Linked DNA regions of Zea mays: region 2 is linked to region 1. Evidence: chromatin contacts called from public Hi-C data. All regions are on one chromosome and are shown on one strand. Each heading gives the region's core, a stretch centred on a gene start, on an enhancer-like site or on the middle of the called end of the contact. The rest is flanking DNA. Distances are from core to core; before and after follow the strand shown. Region 1 has its middle 78 kb from the start of LOC100381535. Region 2 holds the start of LOC100381535.

Region 1 (4,410 bases), core at 714-3,213:
CATCATAATTGAAATCATCTTCGTCCTCACGCTCGTCCTCTACTATCATATTGTGCATAATGATACAAGCCCTCATGATTAGTCCAAGAGTGTGCTCGTCCCAGAAACGAGCTGGCCCCTAACGATAGCGAAACGAGACTAAAGAATCCCAAAATATTTTTCCACGTCTTTCCTACAAGCTTCTTGTGCAGTGGCAAAATATTTCTTCTTGTTACCTTGTGGTTCAGGTATGGTCTTCATAAATATAGCCCACGAGGGATATATGTCATCTGCTAGATAATAACCCATTGTATATTCGTTGTTATTAAGGGTATAATTGACCCGTGGAGCTTGACCTTCAGCTAGCCGTGCGAACAAAGACGACCTATGCAAAATGTTGATGTCGTTGTGCGAACCAGACATCCCAAATAATGGATGCCAAATCCAAAGATCTTTATCTACGACAGCTTCTAGTATAATTGTTGGTTCATGAACATGTCCTGTGTACATACCTTGCCATGTCGATGGATAATTTTTCGACCTCCCATGCATACAATCAATGGATCCAAGTATACCAGGAAATCCTCTACTTTCGCCAATGGCAAGTAATCTACTAGTGTCATCTTCATTAGGTGAACGCAAGTACTCACCACCAAATATGCCCACAACACCACTTATAAATCTTCCTAAACTTTCAATAGGCGTACTCTCCCCAATACGAATATAATCATCCGTAGCATCAGCTGCAACTCCATAAGTTAGCATCCGAAATGCCGCGGTAACCTTTTGCAAACTAGAAAGACCAAGTATACCAGCAACATTCCTTTTTTGCACAAAATATGCATCATGTTGTTCTACCCGTTTCCATAAGCGTTCAAAAAATGTACGCCTCATTCGAAACCTGCATTTAAAGATTAATAAGACGCATGCGTACACTAATTTTTTAAAAAATGCAAAATATATATATGTAATATATGCATACCGGCGTCGTAAATAGCAATGTCCGTACGTAGGATTCTCTGAAAAATAATCTTGATATAGCATATGATGTCCAGCTATTCTGTCTCGCCGAAGGACTCGATGCCCTTGAATAGAACCACGATATTTCTTTTCACCATCGGATTCATTCACATTTGTGGCCACATGCGTTACAGCGAGAAAATAATCATCATCTTTCTCATCTGATGACGATTCCAATACTAGTTGTATTGAAAGGCTTAGTCGAGTCATAACCAATCTAATCAAAGACGTCGAGTCATAACCAATCTAATCAAAGACGTCAAAAAATCCGTTTTATTCATAAAATTCCTGATTATAGTCAAGCTAAGATGCAAAAAGCTATATCACGACGGAGAGAAAAAACATACTTGAAAACTAACCGTTGAAAACTTCCCGTCGTGATGTGATGATTTGTCGATCTCCTCCTGCGCGTGAAATCCCACGCGAGTGGCACCTGGCGGCGGCTGAGTACGGCTACCAGACAACGTAAAAGTAAAAAACCAATGGTACGTAATAAATAGGCTGCGATTTAGGCAAAATGGGCCAGCGATTTTTAAAAGTTGGCACAGTTTTATTTTTGGTTTTTTATTTTGAGGGAACTGTTGGAGTTACCATTTGTTTCACCCCTACATAACGTTAAATATGCCCTCCATATTCAGTTTTTGGGTTTTTTTTTTTTTGCATTTCCACTTGGAGCTCTTAATGGACCGTGTTTGCGTGTTGGCCCACACCCACTCCACCCACGCACACTGGCACGAGGCATGCGGCATGCCCAAGTCGTACAGTCACGTTGCCACCGTGGGTGACGTCGTTGGCCACAAGGGAGCTTGGGCTCTGCGCACGTCATCCTCTTTTGCACGCGCTCACCGCGTCTCCCCCCGTAGTCAAACCTTTGTGCGGTAGCACGCCAACCCGACCTCATGCACGACTCACGGGCACGGCCAGCCCAACCCGTGCCGTGACCACTGACGCAGTCCGGGTCCACAGGTCGTAAAAGCGGATTCGCTGCGGACACGTCTCCGCCTCCTTTTGCCTGCGCGTCCACACCACGCTGCAGCTACCGAGACGCTGAGAGAGATCAAGGTCAGATCAGATGGCTGCACCTGCACTTGTGTGCGTGGTTAGGTGCAAGGAAAAGGAAACCCAGGGCCCAGGAGTGAATGTTTTTTTTGCTGATGACACCCTATAGTTTTTGCAATTTACATGGATGGACCTTACTTGGATGACGCCCTGCGCTGCGCGCTCTGGCTTCAGCTCTGAGGCAAGCTCCTTGGAACTCAATGTCCTCAGTCTCAACGTCCTCTTTTCTTTTCTTGTGTACAAATACAGAGCATCCCTCGTTTCTTCATCATCCCATGATTCGGAGCGTGCTTCTGGAACCGGCTGGAGGATACTAGTACATCCCATCCGATTAATTAATTAACTCGCCCATGCTTAGCATATTATGCTATTCTTCACGTATCTACAAGGCCAAGGCATAAAGCGTGCTACAGCGCAAGCAAATGCATATATGTTTTTATATTTGTATATGTATGTACGCAGGAAAGAATCGCGTATTCTAGATAGTACACGCTATCTCCCCGCTCCGCTTTAGTTTTGTCATAAGCTTACCCCTTTTAGCTTTGGCCCAAATTTATAAAAAAGATAGGGGCGCCCTATCAGAAATTTCTTAAGTATTACAAAGTAGTCCTAATACGTCCTATCCTGGTATAAGACAACTCAGATCAATAAAGAACTAATGAGCCAAAAGACACTTGATGGCATCACTAATGCTTTTACGCCGATTCAAACCAGGCAAACGCCTTTTGACATAATGGTTAAGGGATCCAACAATAATCCCTTGACTGATGCCTCGATATTTCAACCTTTAGTAAAACATGTATTTCAACAACTTTAACAGAGGGACATGCAAATAGGTAGAGAACTCGTCCCAGTAAATCATACGGCTAACTTAAAATTATAGATAACCTAAATCTTATTTTTAGACTATTTTGTAGACAGTATATGTTTTTTTTCTAAATGGGCAATATATTTCAAACAAGCGGTGGAAATCTAAATGGACATCTCAGAGTTAACTAAGTAAAATCAGAATGAACACACCACTATATAAATGCAATACATGCGAGAAGTGGACATTTTTATTTAAGAATCTTAAGTTGAGCGCAAGGAAACCCTCCACCATCATCTTGTTTTTTTCAAAAGCTAGAGGCTCAATTTGCTTTAACCCCAAACAACAAAATAAAGTGATAGGGCAACCAATACAGTATGAGAGTTCTGTAGTGTAGGTAGATGATCTATCATGTCCATAGTTCTATAGTGTAGGCAGATGTCATACTGTGAATAAAAGGTCCAATTATGTGCAACGTAAAGTGTACAGTCGAATACATGATTTACTGCAGAATATCCTTTAGCAAGTTAGGAATTAACCAGCAGTGCTCAAATTAGACTACAGGATATCAAATATAACAGAGTCCAGCATGACAACATTAGTGGTAAATCTTTGTATACCGATAAAAATGTTGTAACGTCTTGGTACCAACCCGAGGATTATTTAAAAGGTACACAAAATTGCTGACCTTTCTAAGGAGCTTTGGCTTGTCGATTGTGGAGAAAATTATCCCATGTGTGGGCTTTATTTTGTATTTCTCCCAGTATGGCTTTCTTGGGGCTTCCTTTGTCTTGTATGCACAAAGGTCCCGTCTTGAGTCTACTTGATTTGCAACCCAAGAAAGAAATTCAGCTCGCCCATCATGCTCATCTCAAATTCCCTGCTCATAAGATCTGAAAATCTAGATACAAGAGCATTAGAAGAACCACCAAAGATGACATCATCCACGAAATCTGGACTAAAAGGGTGTCATTATTATGCTTGAGGAGAAAAAGAGTTTTGTCCACAGAGCCCATTTTAAAACCCTTGGAAAGTAGAAAAGATTTCAAACGCTCATACCAGGCTCTAGGGGCTTGTTTCAAACCATACAGAGCTTTTTGGAGTTTAAAAACGTGGTTTGGAAACTTGGAACTCTCAAAACCAGGGGGTTGCCTAACATATACATCTTCCTCTATATACCCATTCAAAAAGGCACTTTTGACATCCATTTGAAAAAGCGTAAAACCCTTTGAAGCAACAAAGGCTAAAAGGATCCTAATGGCCTCTAAACGGGCAACAGGGGCAAAGGTCTCCTCATTATCAATTCCCTCTTTTTGGCAATACCCTTGGGCAACCCGCCTCGCCTTGTTTCTCACTACCAAACCATCCTCACTATGTTTGTTTTTGAAAACCCATTTTGTACCGATGGGATGATAGTTAGAAGGAGGTGGCACCAAAACCCAAACCTGATTTCTTTCAAAATTTTCAAGCTCCTCATGCATAGCATTAACCCAGTTAGGATCAGATAAAGCATGTCCAACATCTCGGGGCTCAAAAGTAGCAAC
Region 2 (4,410 bases), core at 1,055-3,554, 79 kb after region 1:
GCGCGATATAGGAATCCCTCGTCCAAAAAAGCCATCGCAGCATGATCGACCCGAGAACCTCTCTACACCGGCAGCTCCTCATACCGCCCTTGCCCTTTTCGGGTAAGGTAGCCCTCAACTAGCTTTTCTAATTAGTCAGCCAAGGACGTCTCATTCCACCCTTATGGTAGCACTGTTATCTCAGGTTAAGCTCCATGTTCCAATTAACAAAATAATCTTATCATGAGCAATAAATAATCTAGCAATATTGATAAATCATGATCATAATTCAGATATAATATTAATCACGAAACCAGGTAGAGCAATATCAATACTACCCAATAATTCATTTGTTTGCAAGGTGTAGGATAAACAAAACTAGGGTAACCTATTAGGTCCCATAAAGTTAACCTGAGCATGTCACTATGATTATCGAGAACATTATTAGGTAAAGAAAGTGATCAAGGACACAACTTGTCCTTTGGTGCAATCTCCAAGTACTTCTCCAATTTGGTCTTCATATTTCTCATGACCTCACTTCTTTTCATAGCAATACATACAAATAAACAGATAATGGATATGATAACATTAGACCCAAAACATGAGAACAAACTGCGTAAGAATATTCTACGTGTTGCTACGAGATCGTAGGTTTGAGAACCACTAAATTCGGAGTTAAAACGATTAATATATGAATTATATAAGTTTCTAGGTTTATTTTCTACTAGAAATTATTTTCTAGATTTATTCATATTATTTACTTAAGTCCAGGGACGACAGGTAAAAAATAAAGAGTTTCAGGATACAAAATATAAAATCTGGGACTTATCTATAAGGGTATTTGAACTGGTGTAGGCTACGGGTTAAATAAGAACAAACTGAGGGGTTCTTTATCAATTATACGCGGTCGAAGAGGTATCGTGAAACCGGAGCCATTGGATTGCCAATCGAGCGCTCATATTAGATTGATTTTAAATCGAACTGGTATGGAATCTCGACTGCAAGATCTGAGAACAACAGTCCAGATTTAATTAAACCCTATTCTAAGGCAGTCGGGATATAGTGTTTTGAATGAATAACTAGATCTTGCCCCACGGGAGGAGTAAGATTCTAGAGTTGTCTAAGGGTCGATAGGCTACCCAAGACGACGTAGAGTCGAATAGTGGTGGAGGTGCATATGTAGAAAGCTATAACTAGATTATGCTACATCTACTCCTAGGATATAATGATAAAGAAAGTAATTGTTTCGATTGAAATATGTTCGGGGCTTCTCAATCGGCCGTACCCTTTATATTTATAGGGGAGGAGGTCTAGACCTGTTCCTAGACGGTAGCCAACAACGCCCACGTGATTACATGGATAATCACCCGAGTTAATATAATCGCGGGGCGCGCGGACTGTCCGGGTCCAAGGGCCGGACCGTCCGTCACTTTTGTGCTCAACACCATCTTATATAAGGCCATGTTTATTTCAAATTATAATCTCTCCAGATTATATAATTCAGCACAAATAATCCAGCAGGTAAATAAACACCTAGATTATGGGTTCAGATTATATATATAATCTAAAGCCCAGATTATGATAATCCCATAATCTGCTCAATAATAGCTTATTTGAGATTAATTTTGCAAAAGACCCACTACACATGGTTATGTAAATAGAAATTACAATATATGTCATTCTTGTTTCCTCATCTCATACATGATCAGATTCTCAATTGTGCCTCTCACCGTCATTCTTTTTTACCGCCGCTAGCAGATTATCGCGTCGCCTCTTGTTGTTTCTAGTGATAGAATGTCATAATTGTATAAATATCAAATAAACAAAAGAGTACTGTTGCCTTTGTGAGTAATCTACATTTGTATAATCTAGACTACCAAACAACTATATATAGATTATAATATATCTAAATTATAATCTAGATTATAATCCAAATTATATAATCTATATGCTGAAACAAACATGCTCTAAATTACAAAAAGCAAATAATCCTGACTTTTGTTCACATGTTTCTTTTTACCGATAAGTTAAGAAACTAAACAAGTGACAAACCGCAGTAGGGTAGAACCGGACGCTAGAGTTGCAGTAATACTAGGTCTGCATGACTGCATCGCAAAACATCGGTCTTAGACCAAATCCAATAGTTCTTTAAAAATAGTTCCTTAATTTATAGTGTTCAAAGTTGGTAACTGAGGTTTGGGACGTTAGAGTTGCAGTAATACTAGGTGACTGCATCGCAAAACATCGGTCTTATTACCATGCGCCGCCCCCTGTTTTTTTCCATCCTTTTTCCGCCTCTGTCTATCTAATTTCTCGTGGCGGCAAGCAGATACACATACACAGGAGAGAGAACCCACGCAAGAGAGAGAGAAAGAGGGGGACACACAAGCGCTCTCCTCGCGATTGGACAGGGCGCGAGCAGCCCGAGGCCGCGAGCAGCCTGAGGGACGGGGGTGACAGCCTCGCCGTCACCGGGGTCCGGGGAGTCCGTTTCGAGCTCTGTCCCGCCTCGGATTTGGTGGGATCCGGCAAAGAAATACCGCGGTTGGTGAGGAGGAGAGGAGGGGAGGAAAGGAGGTGTTGCGGATGGGCGTCAGTGCGGAGCCCAAGGAGCAGGCGGCGTCCGCCGCAGCTCTGGCGGTGGAGGACGAGGCGGGCGGGAAGGAGGACAAGGCGGCCGCGGTGTCCTGTTCGATCTGCCTCGACGCGGTGCTCGCCGCGTTCGGGGAGCGGTCCACCGCCAGGCTGCACTGTGGCCACGAGTTCCATCTAGGTAATTGTCCTTGGATGCTGGATCTGTCGGTGGCTTGTTGCCTGCGAAGTTTGTGGCTCAATTGCGTGGTAGGTGCTAGTTTGGGTTAGACTGTCAAATTGGATGTGGGGACCCTTAAATGTGGCCAAATTCGTGAAATATGGTTTCATTTTGCGGAATTAGGACCGCTTTGCAATTCATAGCTGCCTCCGTGGTGAATTTCGGGCTAAAAGTTTTAAAGGTCGGATCTTTTCAGCTATATAGGCATAGGCTTTTGTTTCACGAACAGGTTTCGTGGATGAATTTTTTGCTATTTTAGTTGGCTCCATATGTAGGTACTGTTTGTGAGCTAGATTTGATGCCTGAGGATGACTTGGGAGTGTATACGGTTCTGAATTTTAGGCCAAGGACCCTAGTGACTTATTCTTTTTTGTGTAACCCTGAATAAATTATGCTAACTTTAAAGGTTTTATGAGCGAATTTTGAGCTCTATTAGTCTAGTTGACAAAAGTCCCCAAATTTTTTGGAACAATTTAACGTTGGGGGGATGATTTGGGTAACTTCTCTGTGGTTTTTGTTTACCTCTTTCAAAAATCAGAAGTTTACCTGCTTTGCGTTAGCCTGATTGGCGTGACTTTGAGGTGAGCAATGGGGAGTTCTAGAAATTTTGGGGTCTTGAGATATTTTATTGAACTTTGGTATAGATTCAGGTTTTGGAGTTTGTTGGTTCTTGAAAGTGTTGAAATGTTGTACATGGGCCACATGGGCCTAAACACATAGCACATATACTCTAACACCCCCCCCCCCCCCCCCCCCCCCCCCCCCCGCAGTCTGAACTTCCGACGCAGCGGAGGTCACAGACTGGACTCAAAAAGGAAGACGTAACCACACTCAGCACACCATATGATCCCCCCACAACCGCAACTAGCCACTACTGATGTTGAGGCTGGAGCGAAACTCGGTGAAGGTCGAGGACGGAAGGCCCTTGGTGAAGATATCAACAAACTGGGAGGTGGTCGGGACGTGGAGGACCCGAACGGCACCGGCGGCGACATAATCGCGGACGAAGTGTAGATCGATCTCTACATGCTTGGTCCGCTGGTGCTGCACCGGGTTGGTGGAGAGGTAGACGGCGCTGACGTTGTCGCAGTAGACCAACGTGCTCCTGGAGAGGGTACTGTGGAGCTCGGCGAGGAGCTGCCGGAGCCACGCAGCCTCCGCCACGCCGTTGGCCACAGCACGGTACTCCGCCTCGGCACTCGAGCGGGAGACGACCGGCTGGCGCTTCGACGACCAGGACACCAGGTTGCCGCCTAAGAATACGACGTAGCCGGAGGTGGAGCGCCGAGTGTCCGGGCACCCGGCCCAGTCAGCGTCGGTGTAGACGACCAGCTCGGAGGAGGTAGATCGGTGGAGAAGCAGCCCGTAGTCGACGGTGCCCCGGAGGTAGCGAAGGAGGCGTTTGAGAGCCGCGAGGTGAGGCTCTCGAGGGTCGTGCATAAGGAGACAGACCTGCTGCACGGCGTAGGAGATGTCCGGCCTAGTGAAGGTGAGGTACTGAAGGGCACCGGCAAGGCTCCTGTACCCGGTGGGGTCCTCGACTGGGTCACCTGTGGCCCCAGAGAGCTTCGCCTGCGTGTCGACTGGGGTAGAGCAGGGCTTGCAGTCAATCATCTTGG

Evidence for each region. Hi-C and Micro-C count contacts between places; a contact is called where the count stands out from the background.
Region 2: a Hi-C map of endosperm shows a contact between it and region 1, with 2.9 times the contacts expected there. The contact joins the promoter of LOC100381535 here to the enhancer-like site in region 1. A contact is called at or near these places in 2 of 25 Hi-C or Micro-C datasets (ear and endosperm).

Annotation. Positions count from the first base shown.
Region 1 is chr8:84,409,813-84,414,222 of Zm-B73-REFERENCE-NAM-5.0, forward strand. No RefSeq gene overlaps it. Among protein-coding and RNA genes, the nearest start is that of LOC100381535, 78 kb to the right of the region's middle. Within about 2 kb of position 1,964, at least 7 of the 20 cell types and tissues checked have an H3K27ac peak or open chromatin away from gene starts, as enhancers often do. A contact at or near this core is called in endosperm, where this site is marked.
Region 2 is chr8:84,488,129-84,492,538 of Zm-B73-REFERENCE-NAM-5.0, forward strand. It overlaps LOC100381535, which reads left to right and starts at 2,305. Exons shown (of 6, transcript NM_001361442.1): 1 at 2,305-2,752. The coding sequence starts at 2,566.